3 separate regions of the Sus scrofa genome follow, and regions 1 and 3 are each linked to region 2. The links are chromatin contacts, called in public HiChIP or PLAC-seq and promoter capture Hi-C maps. All regions are on one chromosome and are shown on one strand. Each heading gives the region's core, a stretch centred on a gene start, on an enhancer-like site or on the middle of the called end of the contact. The rest is flanking DNA. Distances are from core to core; before and after follow the strand shown. Region 1 holds the start of FITM2 (fat storage inducing transmembrane protein 2). Region 2 holds the start of PKIG (cAMP-dependent protein kinase inhibitor gamma). Region 3 holds the start of WISP2 (WNT1-inducible-signaling pathway protein 2).

Region 1 (3,306 bases), core at 679-3,178, 190 kb after region 2:
AAAAATGGTATTGAAGTTGATTTACATTTGCTTTTCTAAATCTAACTCTTTGAAGATCCAGACATCTTGCTACATAAAAATTACGATCAGATAAATGCAATTTACAGGTATGAGGATCATCTTGAGATGGTTTTAAGGAATTAATACTTTCACTCTTATTAGTTGATTGACTCTCTGCATGAGAGAATTTAAACATCAATCTATCACAGGCATAAATCAGGCAAGTGTTTCCCAAAGTACGGTAGCTATCCCTGGACAGTGACATGAAATTACTTTAGGCAGCTGGAGATGATAAATATTTCAATAGAAATGTCTTTTTTTGTTTGCTTTTTAGGGCTGCATGCGCGGCACATGGAAGTTTCCAATCTAGGGGTCCAATAGGAGCTACCACTGCGGGCCTATGGCACAGCAGGATCCGAGATGCATCTGCAACCTACACCACAGCTCATGGCAACGCCAGATCCTTAAGCCACTGAGCAAGGCCAGGGATCAACCCGCATCCTCGTGGATCTTAGCCGGGTTCGTTAACCGCTGAGCCACAAAGGGAACTCCAGAAATGTCATTTTTGTAACAGAAGAAATACAGCTGGCACATAGAATCTATTATTCTATGGGTATTTCTGCTTGGGAGTCTATAAGTATTTCAGTTTTAAATGTGTATTGTCTAAAGAAAAATGTGAAGAAATAATAGTACTGGTGGTGTATGGACATGGCAGAAACAGTTCAAGTGGATACAGGGGGTTGAATGGTGACACCCCCCCCCCCCCGCGCCAAAGGACACATCAAAGTCTTAATCCCTGGGAATATGACCTTATTTGGAAATAAAGTCTTTGCACATGTAATGAAGGATCTAATGAAGTGATTATTTTGGATTTTGAGTGGACCCTAAATCCAGTGACGAGTGTCCTTATAATAGATGGAAGGAGAGAAGACACACAGACACGCAGAAGGGAGAAGACCATGGGAAGAAAGAAGTAGAGATTGGAGTGATGCAGCCATAAGCCAAGGATGCCCAGGACTGCCTGCAGCCACTGGAAGAGAGCCATGGAAGGTCTCCTTCTAGGAGCCTCCAGAAGGAACCAATCCCATCGACAGCTTGATTTCAGACTTCTGGCCTCCAGACTTGCCAGAGAATATATTTCTGTTGGTTTAAGCCAACACGTTTCTGGCAACTTGTTATGGCAGTCCTAGAAAATTAATACAGTGGCAAAGAAATGCCTCAAGGTTGGGAAACACTGAATTACACACCCAACCAGACCAGGGGATGAGAAGGTTTAACTCTGTGATAAATAAGTAACTGAGTCATCAACACCCTCATCTTATCGTCATTAACCCTCAGCATCCAGCATTTTCGCTCAATACAAGTATGTGGTTGTTTTGAAGGTGAAAATAAATCCAATAATTTTAAATGTAAATACGATGATTGTATGCATTTATATTCTCATGCAACTGTTTCTGGACACCACAATGAACCCTGAGTTCATAAATTAACTCTTGGGAAAGGCGATCTCCTCTTGTCTCTTCATTTTACAGATGAGAAAACAAAAGAGGCTGAGACCACTGTCCCAGCTCCTACAACGAAACGTTTATTCTTCCTTACCTCCAGCAAATATTCCCACAAACTCTTTTTCTTTGATCAGAGCAAGGCATAGAGGCTGAGGTTCAAACCTGCCTTACCCGGATGGAGCTAAGGTGATTTTCCGGGAGGTGATTTTGAGTGAAGAGAAAGCGACGAATTTGGAGTCAAGCGCGCTGCAGAGGCCGCCGGTGGCCAGGAGGGGGAGCGCGCGGGCTCCAGAACGCGCACCCTCCTCAAGGGCGGGGCCTGAGGGCAGCGCGCATGCGCTCAAAGGGAGGTGGTTTCGCCGGCCGGGACGAAGGGCGAGACGGTGGCCGAGAAGGCACGGGTCGGCGGACGGTGGCCGAAGAGGTCGGGCATGGAGCACCTGGAGCGCTGCGCGTGGGTCCTCAGGGGAACACTGGTGCGGGCGGCTGTGCGGCGGTACCTGCCCTGGGCCCTGGCAGCTTCCATGCTGGCGGGGTCCCTCCTCAAGGAACTCTCACCGCTGCCCGAGAGCTATCTCAGCAACAAACGCAACGTCCTCAACGTGTGAGTGTGCCCCGGGTTTCTCCTGTCCCCGCCGTAGCTACCGCTGTCGCCTTGCCCAGACAGCTGGGGGTTGGCTGCCCTGATGACGAGTCATTGGAAGGGGAGGTCCTTCTCCCCATCGTGACAGCAGCGTCTGCACGCGGGTCGAAATGGAGGGACCCCGAAATAGCTAGTGTCACCAGCAAGTCGCGTTTGCACACCAAACAAGACAGTCTGAGCTGACTGGGCAGGGGTGACGGGCAGGGAGGTGTGTGTGTCTGTGTGTGTGTAGGAGTGGGAGGTGGCAAGAGGGGATGAACCAGCTTCCCACCCCCACCCCGATTTCCTTTGGGTTTAGGGGTTGGCCGCTGCCCTGGGGAATATGCCACGTCTCTCCTGCCTGCCGGCATCAGACGCCGTGCCTCTGCCCTAAGTCCAGTTATTACCCCCTGCACCCCCAGCGTGACAGAATCCCATCACACCTGGGTAGGGTAGAAAGACCTGCCCTTCCCCCCACCCCCATCCTAGCCTGTGACAACCCCGCTCCAAGATAGTGTCGCAGGAGTGGAACCCTCCAGTCTATGACCTTTCCCCTGAATCTGCATGGATCTTCTTAAGCCACTCAAAGTTCCTGGCAGTGGCCCAGGAACACAATCCCAGCCAGGTTCTTTGAGATTTCTTAAGTCTACCCACCCCCTCCTTTAAAAAAAAAAAAAAAAAAAAAAAAAAAACCTCTTGGATTTTAAGGTTATTGACAACAACACTGTTGGAATAGTAAAGGGAGATTCTGAAAGATAAAAATTCTCCCTTGATGTGAGTTTTTTCTCTTCAGGATTATGGTGTCTGTGGCATCTCCCAGAAGTCAGTCCAGTTTTGGTTATCTGCTTAAAACCCTGGTTTCTCTCTCCAGCAGCTTCATCGAATACCTAACAGGTCATGGCTCTGGCCAGTTCCCTGCATATCAGTCCCAGGGAAGATTTTAGCGACAGGCTCTTGGGTAGTGTCTGAGACATTTTTGGAACCCAAGAAAGAGGCCTTCTGTCCTTGGCCCACCTTCCTCCCCCACTTACGAGGCTGGGCAGATTATGAAAGTGGTCATGGCCCCACATCTCTTGCATGTGTGTTCGCTGCAGCTGGTCCCAGGTCAGCCACCTTTGATAAGTGCAGGGGAGGCAGACAAGGCTGTTGCTGCTTGATCTGGCCTGGGAGATGCTGGAA
Region 2 (3,476 bases), core at 487-2,986:
TCTTGGAGCTGCCTACACCGTCTTTACTTTCTCACATCCCACTCTCTCTCATCCCACTGACATATTACATTGAACCTTTGGAAGTTGCCGATATTATAGATTCCGCCCCCACCCTTTCACCAAATCTGCTCAATTAAAGTGCTTGGTGACCTCTATACTTACTTATGCAAAAGGCACATTTTAGCCTTTAACTTATTTCGCTTGAAATCTCAGCAGCACCGTCCAGCAAAGTTGACCTCTTCCTTGAGCTTTCATTACTACACACTCTTAGCTTTCCTCCCACTTCCCTGGCCATTTTTTCCTGTGTAGTCTAAGTGAATGGTTCTGTCTAGAGTGTGCAACATAGTGGCCCTGAATGATTTGGGCCTCCCCCCCCCAAAAAAAAGCAAAATCTCCCTGAATGGGTCTCTTCCAATATTGATTAAATTCCACTTGTACTGAACTGCTTTTGTCTCCACAAAAGTATCTTTGAATATGTGTGGAATACATGCCACGAGGACATGGCATGTATTCCTTACTACTTAACACAGTGTCTGGCACACAGCAGACACTCAATAAATATTTTTTTGCAAGATGAAAAATATTTTTTTTTGCATAAATGAATAGCCGCAATGTGAAAAACAGCCTGGAGGAGTGATGAGACTGAGAAAAAACAAAAAACCAAACCTCTGATCAAACACACACAATACATATTCATCACCTGATTTAAATCCTTTGGTGCGCCCCACTAGACCCCACAAAGAAGCCCAAACGCCTCAAAACTTACAAGGGCAACTGCTTATCTGTCAAATACAGCTAGCCAGACCACTTCCAATCGGTCTAACCAGGCTGTGAAATCCTTGCAAATGTCCAAGAAGTCTGCATTTTTCACCCCAAGACCTTGCACTGGCTGTTCTCTCTACCTAGAACAGAACGCACTCCACCAGCTTCATCTTCCAGCAGATACAAAGGCAGCCTTCATGTCTCATTTTGGAAGTCATCTTCTTTTGGAATCTCTCTTTGACCATTTTCCACAACCTCATCTCCAGCTATTTAGGTGAACTGACTTCTCTGCATATTCACAATCCCCAGTATGTCAAAAATCAAAGCTGGAACCACAATGAATTCCTATTTATACGGTAAAACTGTGGAGTTCCCTGAGAACAAGATGTCTCATTCACTTTTTTACTCCTGGCCATCAGCCCAGGCCCTGGCACACAATACATGCTCAATGATGGACCTCCTAGTAGTAGTGGTAGTAATAATAAAAGCTCCCAAGGATTGAGGACTCACCTGCAAGAATTTGAAATCTAAATATACTTCATAATTACCATCTAAGACAGGTGCTCTCATTATCCCCATTCTGCAGATGGGAAAACTGATACACAAAGAAATCAATCCTCTCTGGCCCCAGAGTCGCACAGAAGCACGTTCTCTATAGTTCCGAGTTATTCCTCGATCCCCAAATAAGAATGGCTTTTTTTTTTTTTAAGAAACTTTCAAATCAGGCCAACAGCCCCCAAATAAACATCCCAAAGCGCTCTCCACACCAACGCCGAGGGTTAAAGGGCACGAGGGGGCGCCGCCCTGGCGCCGGCAGGGAGCTTAAAGGTCAGGCCCCGGTCTCCTTCCTTGGGGTCCCCAGACTCCCAGCCCCTCGCCTGCTGCGACGAGTCGACGCCGGGAGACGCGCGTTTGGGCCGCGACTACCCTCCCGGCCCCTGCTCACCTGCAGTGCAGCCGCCAGCCGAGCCCGGGCCACCGGCCCGCAGCGCCTCCCTAGGGCCGCCTGGCGCCGGCCGCGCTCAGCGGCGCACGTTGCCTTGGCAACCGGAGCTGCCGCTCTCCCGAGGCTGGCGCTACGGCGGCTCGGAGGGGACCAGGAGACTTCGCGGCCCCGGCCGCTGCCCCCGAGCGGGCGGAGGAGAGAAAGCGGCTGGCAGTTGGGATTTTGAGTGGTGAGAAACCCAGGGTGGGGGCTGGCAGCCTGGAACTTGTCGCCGAGGGAAAAGAGAAGGAAGGAAACGTTGGGTGGAAAGGGGACAGCAGGGCAGGGGCAGGACTTGTGTTTCAGAGCCTGCCTGTGCCTCAGTTTCTCTCTCTGTCACCTGAGATGGAGACTATTCCGGGAAGATTTGGAGCCGCAGGCGGAAGCTTGCTAGACTGGGGATATTTAAAGCCGTGAAAACTGATGTGGGAGGGGTGGCACATGCCTCTCTCTCTAATTTCCAACTTGGTGGTGTGACAAAGAATTTTTTAAAAAATAAAAAACAAAAAAACGTGTTTCTTTGGGCTGACAGTGAGCATGAGATCGCCAGATTTAATTTCAATATGAGAAAAAATTTACTTTAACACCAGCAGTTATATTTTCTGGAATAATCCTGCAGATAATATTGGAACATGAGCATAAAAGGTATTCATTGCTCCATTGTGTATGACAGCAAAAAGGCCGAGACCAGTCTAACCGTCCACCAACAATGGTTAGGTAAATTATGGTACATCCATAAAATGGATTGCCACAAAAAAAAAAAAAATTAAGAGGGACTGAAATAGATGTAGATACAGTTTAGAATAGACTTATCTTCAAGCTACGCATACAGCCATTGACTGAAGGAAAAAAAAAAAAAAAAGCACAACCAAAAACTTAAGAATTATGTTTTATCTGGAGTTCCCGTCGTGGCGCAGTGGTTAACGAATCCGACTAGGAACCATGAGGTTGCGGGTTCGATCCCTGCCCTTGCTCAGTGGGTTAAGGATCCGGCGTTGCCGTGAGCTGTGGTGTAGGTTGCAGACGCAGCTTGGATCCCGTGTTGCTGTGGCTCTGGCGTAGGCTGGCAGCTACAGCTCCGATTGGACCCCTAGCCTGGGAATCTCCATATGCTGCGGGAGTGGCCCAAAGAAACAGCAAAAAGACAAAAAAAAAAAAAAAAAAAAAAAAAAGAATTATGTTTTATCTGGCTGACGAAACTGAGGACTTAAGCCCAGGACACAGCCTCTCAGCTGGTTCTTAGAGACTATTCCGAAGAGATAAGGAAGGAACCAAAATATATGAGTTTTTGCAACAAAGATGACTGTTAATTAAAGAAAACCGGATGGCTCAAGTTAAGGAATTTAGAGCTTTTCTGTGTATGGGAGGATGCAAGATTCTGGGCTCACTGAAATCATTCCTTTGATAAGCACCTTATCTGTCTAGGACCAGTATCCTGCTTCTCTCCATCCGCAGTCCCCTCAGGGTGCACAGCTGGGGGTGACTATCTCCATCCTGAGTTCCCTCAGGGCTCACTGTGCCAGGTGGCTGTAGTGGCTTGATGGCTGCAAAGTCCTTTGTTTACTGCTATGGCAGGCAATATTTTTCACTGCACACAGCAAGAGTCTCCGGACTAGCCCTGTCGTTGCTTCTACTCTATCTTCCAACCCTGCCCCAGTCTTTTTTCCACTCAGTAGCCAAAATGATCCTCTTGAAATGTAAACATGATCACATCTTTCCCCTGTTTAAA
Region 3 (3,375 bases), core at 727-3,226, 200 kb before region 2:
TTTCCTCCTCAGTAAGATGGGGTGGAGACCACCTGTCTTGGAGTTGTGACAGGGATTTATTTAATGAGGTCACAGCCCGCTCTTGGTCGATGTGGCTTGGCTTGTTTCCAGGTCTCTACCGCCTGTCCCTGTCCATAGGCCTGAGCCCAGGAGCTCATAGCCTGCCTGGAAGACTTAGGATTCTCCCTCTGAGGATTATCGTGGCTTTCATGGGCACTTCTAAGTCATGCTCCACGCAGGATGCTGCCTGGCTCCCTGGGACTGGGGAAGAATAGAGATGCGGGGGGTCAGGGGAGGAGGTGAACCGTGGGTCTAGGACGGCTTCACCTCGACCTTTCATTTAACCCCAGGTGCAGATCCCCGAGTCCCCTGCTCTAAGTACCAAGCACCCCCCCCCCTCCCCGGCCTCAGGTCCTGCTCCTTCCCTTTGGGAGAACAGACAGCAGGACTGGGATGTCAGCAGGTCCTCAGCCTTCCCCCAGCCACTGCTTAGACCCGGGAGAGAGAAGTTCCTGTGATCCTCAAAGGAGCATGAAAATACCATGAGATCATGGCTTGTGGCGGGGCCAGTCTCCAGGACACCGGGAGCCTGGCATTCACTAAGGTGATGGCAGACTCAGCACTGTGGCCTTGGTCCAGGTTGAGGGTGGAGGGGCGCTGACGGCGGTCCCCACTCACCCACACCCAGGTCTCTCCGGGGCTCTACTGCCTCTATTGCTCTGATGCTGTGTGGTTTGGGGCAAGTGGCTTACCCTCTCTGAGCCTTACTTGACTGAAAACAGAAAATAATCATGGCTGATGGGGTCGTTGGGCATGCTAGGCAAGCTAGATGTTCCACAAGCCCTGTGAAAATATCCCATGAGAGAAGGTCGTTATTCCATGGGGCTGCCCCGCATCCCCCTCCAGCTGGGGTCAGCAGGCGAAGCTTCCAATCAGCCAGACACCATCATCCACTCGAATCCTAGCTCATAGGCAAAGCAGACCTTGTCTTGAGTCTCCCTGTTTATCATGAGGACACCCACTTCTTTGGAGAGGGGCTCAGAGGCGATAATCACGAAAGTCCTCTTTTAAACATTCGCCACATGCCAGATCCTGTGCTGAGCCCTTTCAATGGACTCTGATATATGACCTTCACCAAGGCCTCATGCACATTTTATCCACGCAACTGACGAGGCAGCTGAGGCTCAGAGAGGGGAAGGGATGGGTCTGAGGTCACACAGCAGAGCTGGCCAGAGACAGCTGTCTGGGCACCAGGGAGGGAAGCGGGGCTGAGCCCAGCACAGGAGGCCTGCAGGGATTCTCCCCTCCCCCACCACACCCAGGAAGCCAGCAGTACGTTTCTGGGCCGGGGGGCGGGGGAGGGCCTTACCTTGGAGAGGAGGCAGAGGAGGGAGAAGGCCAGGATGAGAGTCTGTGCTGTGCCTCCCATGTCACCGTGTTCCCCACGGAGCCAGCTTTGAGCCTGGGAGGCAGGACCTGTAAGTCTTTATGTTCCGGCAGCTGTGAGGTCACTCCCAGGCACACACACCACACACACACACACATACGCGTGCGCACACACACGCTGCCTTCGTAGTCCTATTTCTCTCCCATCCTCAGCCTCCCATTGATGAGCCCATTTACCTGAAGGTGAGACCGTGGAGGTCACCAAGGGGGTGCTTGCCAGTGTGTGTGTGTGTGTGTGTATGACTGCCAGAGCCAGTGCCAGCACTGAGAGCCTGTGACAGGCTGGCAGGGACCTCTCTAGCTCCTCCCAGCCCAAGAGGGCCTTCCCAAGCTGCAGCTGGAGCCGCTGCAGCCCTGCCCCAGACCCTCTGCCCGACCCCAGCGGGGGCTGTTGGTCCAGGAAGTACTCAGCTGACACCCCCTTTGCACAGCCGACCCAAGTCCTCCCAAACCCCATGGTTCGGACTCTGGGCAGCTCCAGCGGGCCTGCGGTTTCTGGCAGGAAGATGGGCAGCCATCCAGAGGTGGGTGTGACGCAGAGCAAAACTTCCCTGGGCGGCCTATTTGCTTTTGGCAATGAGGGACCTTCCCCGGGGGCCTGCCTGCCGAGCTCTGGAAGGCGGCCCGCAGTGGATGAACCCGTGCGGGCTGGACCTCGTGTGTGCCAGCTCTTGCAGGGCACTGCTGGGCAATCTGCAAGAACCAAATCCATTTTGCGGAATTCAACCAACTCTAAGGCCCCCTCTGTTGTGTCTTCAGCTCCCGAAATGGGGGGCAAAGCCTGGAGGGGGAGGGGAGAGTGGAAGAGCAGGTGGAATTCCTGGGACTATTGAGGGGGCCGAGGTGGGGGGGGGCTCCTGATCAGGGGGAGGGACAGCTTTCTGAAGGAGGCACCGAGGCAAAGGGGAGTTAGAGAGGGCAGAACGTTCCAGGCAGAGGGGTCAGTGTGCTAGCAGTGCCTGTTCTGGGCACCAGAGGTACCTGTGTGACTGGAGCTGACTGTACTGGGGGGCGCCATCCACAAGGGAGTAAGACCCACGCAAGTCATGCTACCAGTGTTTGGGGGGCACTTACATGTCCCAGCTGCTGGGGGAGGGGCAGGTATAAAGACATCAGCTTCGGGAGTTCCTGTCGTGGCACAGTGGTTAACGAATCCGACTAGGAACCATGAGGTTGCAGGTTCGATCCCTGGCCTTGCTCAGTGGGTTAAGGATCTGGTGTGGCCATGAGCTGTGGTGTAGGTCGCAGACGCTGCTCGATCCCGTGTTGCTGTGGCTCTGGCGTAGGCTGGTGGCTACAGCTCCGATTGGACCCCTAGCCTGGGAACCTTCCTATGCCATGGGACTGGCCCTAGAAAAGACAAAAAAAAAAAAAAAAAAAAGACATCCGCTTTGACTGTAGAAATTTGACAAAGATGATAGTAGAGGTGGTGTCGGGTGGGGGGCTGGAGAAGGTTTTGGCCCCCATCCTCTCCCCCAGCCCCCCAACATCAAAGTGATGGAGCTGGGCAGCAGAGGGGTCCAGAAGGGGGCAGTTGGCGAGCAAGAAGAGGGACTTGATCTTGGCTGCAATCCCAAGGAATGAGTTGATGGGATGGAAATTGAAGATGAAAATGTGGGATGTGATCATTTATGGCTGGAGGAAGTGGTTGAGGGTGAGGGTGGGGTGTCCACAGACTTGAAGAGAAGGAGAGGCCGTGTTATTTATTAAGGCTTATGTTTCAGTCAGAGGCATGCCGATTTTACACCCAGAATGGGTCATTTCCAAGCCTCCCCCTGCCTCCTTCATATAGCAAAAATGTCACCAGGGATCACTGTGGGATGAAATAAATATATTTCATGGACGAACCGGATTTGCCCTTACCAAGCAAAAACAATACCCTTTAAGTCCACACGGTTTCACTGTTCCAAATTTTAAACACAAATCAAA

Evidence for each region. Promoter capture Hi-C pulls out the DNA fragments that hold promoters and counts their contacts. HiChIP or PLAC-seq counts read pairs in DNA pulled down with a chosen protein or histone mark.
Region 1: a contact with region 2 is called in a promoter capture Hi-C map of liver, with 3 times the contacts expected there. The contact joins the promoter of FITM2 here to the promoter of PKIG in region 2. A contact is called at or near these places in 2 of 5 promoter capture datasets (fetal liver and liver) and 1 of 47 Hi-C or Micro-C datasets (liver).
Region 3: a contact with region 2 is called in an H3K27ac HiChIP or PLAC-seq map of skeletal muscle, with 6 times the contacts expected there. The contact joins the promoter of WISP2 here to the promoter of PKIG in region 2. A contact is called at or near these places in 1 of 47 Hi-C or Micro-C datasets (embryonic fibroblasts) and 1 of 2 datasets of contacts at active chromatin or transcription factors (skeletal muscle).

The regions. Positions count from the first base shown.
Region 1 is chr17:46,744,520-46,747,825 of Sscrofa11.1, reverse strand. FITM2 (fat storage inducing transmembrane protein 2) reads left to right here and starts at 1,928. Exons shown (of 3, transcript NM_001128460.1): 1 at 1,928-2,109. The coding sequence starts at 1,937.
Region 2 is chr17:46,931,766-46,935,241 of Sscrofa11.1, reverse strand. PKIG (cAMP-dependent protein kinase inhibitor gamma) reads right to left here and starts at 1,736. Exons shown (of 5, transcript NM_214371.1): 1 at 1,709-1,736.
Region 3 is chr17:47,129,837-47,133,211 of Sscrofa11.1, reverse strand. It overlaps WISP2 (WNT1-inducible-signaling pathway protein 2), which reads right to left and starts at 1,976. Exons shown (of 5, transcript XM_003134452.4): 1 at 1,624-1,976; 2 at 1,370-1,484. The coding sequence starts at 1,429.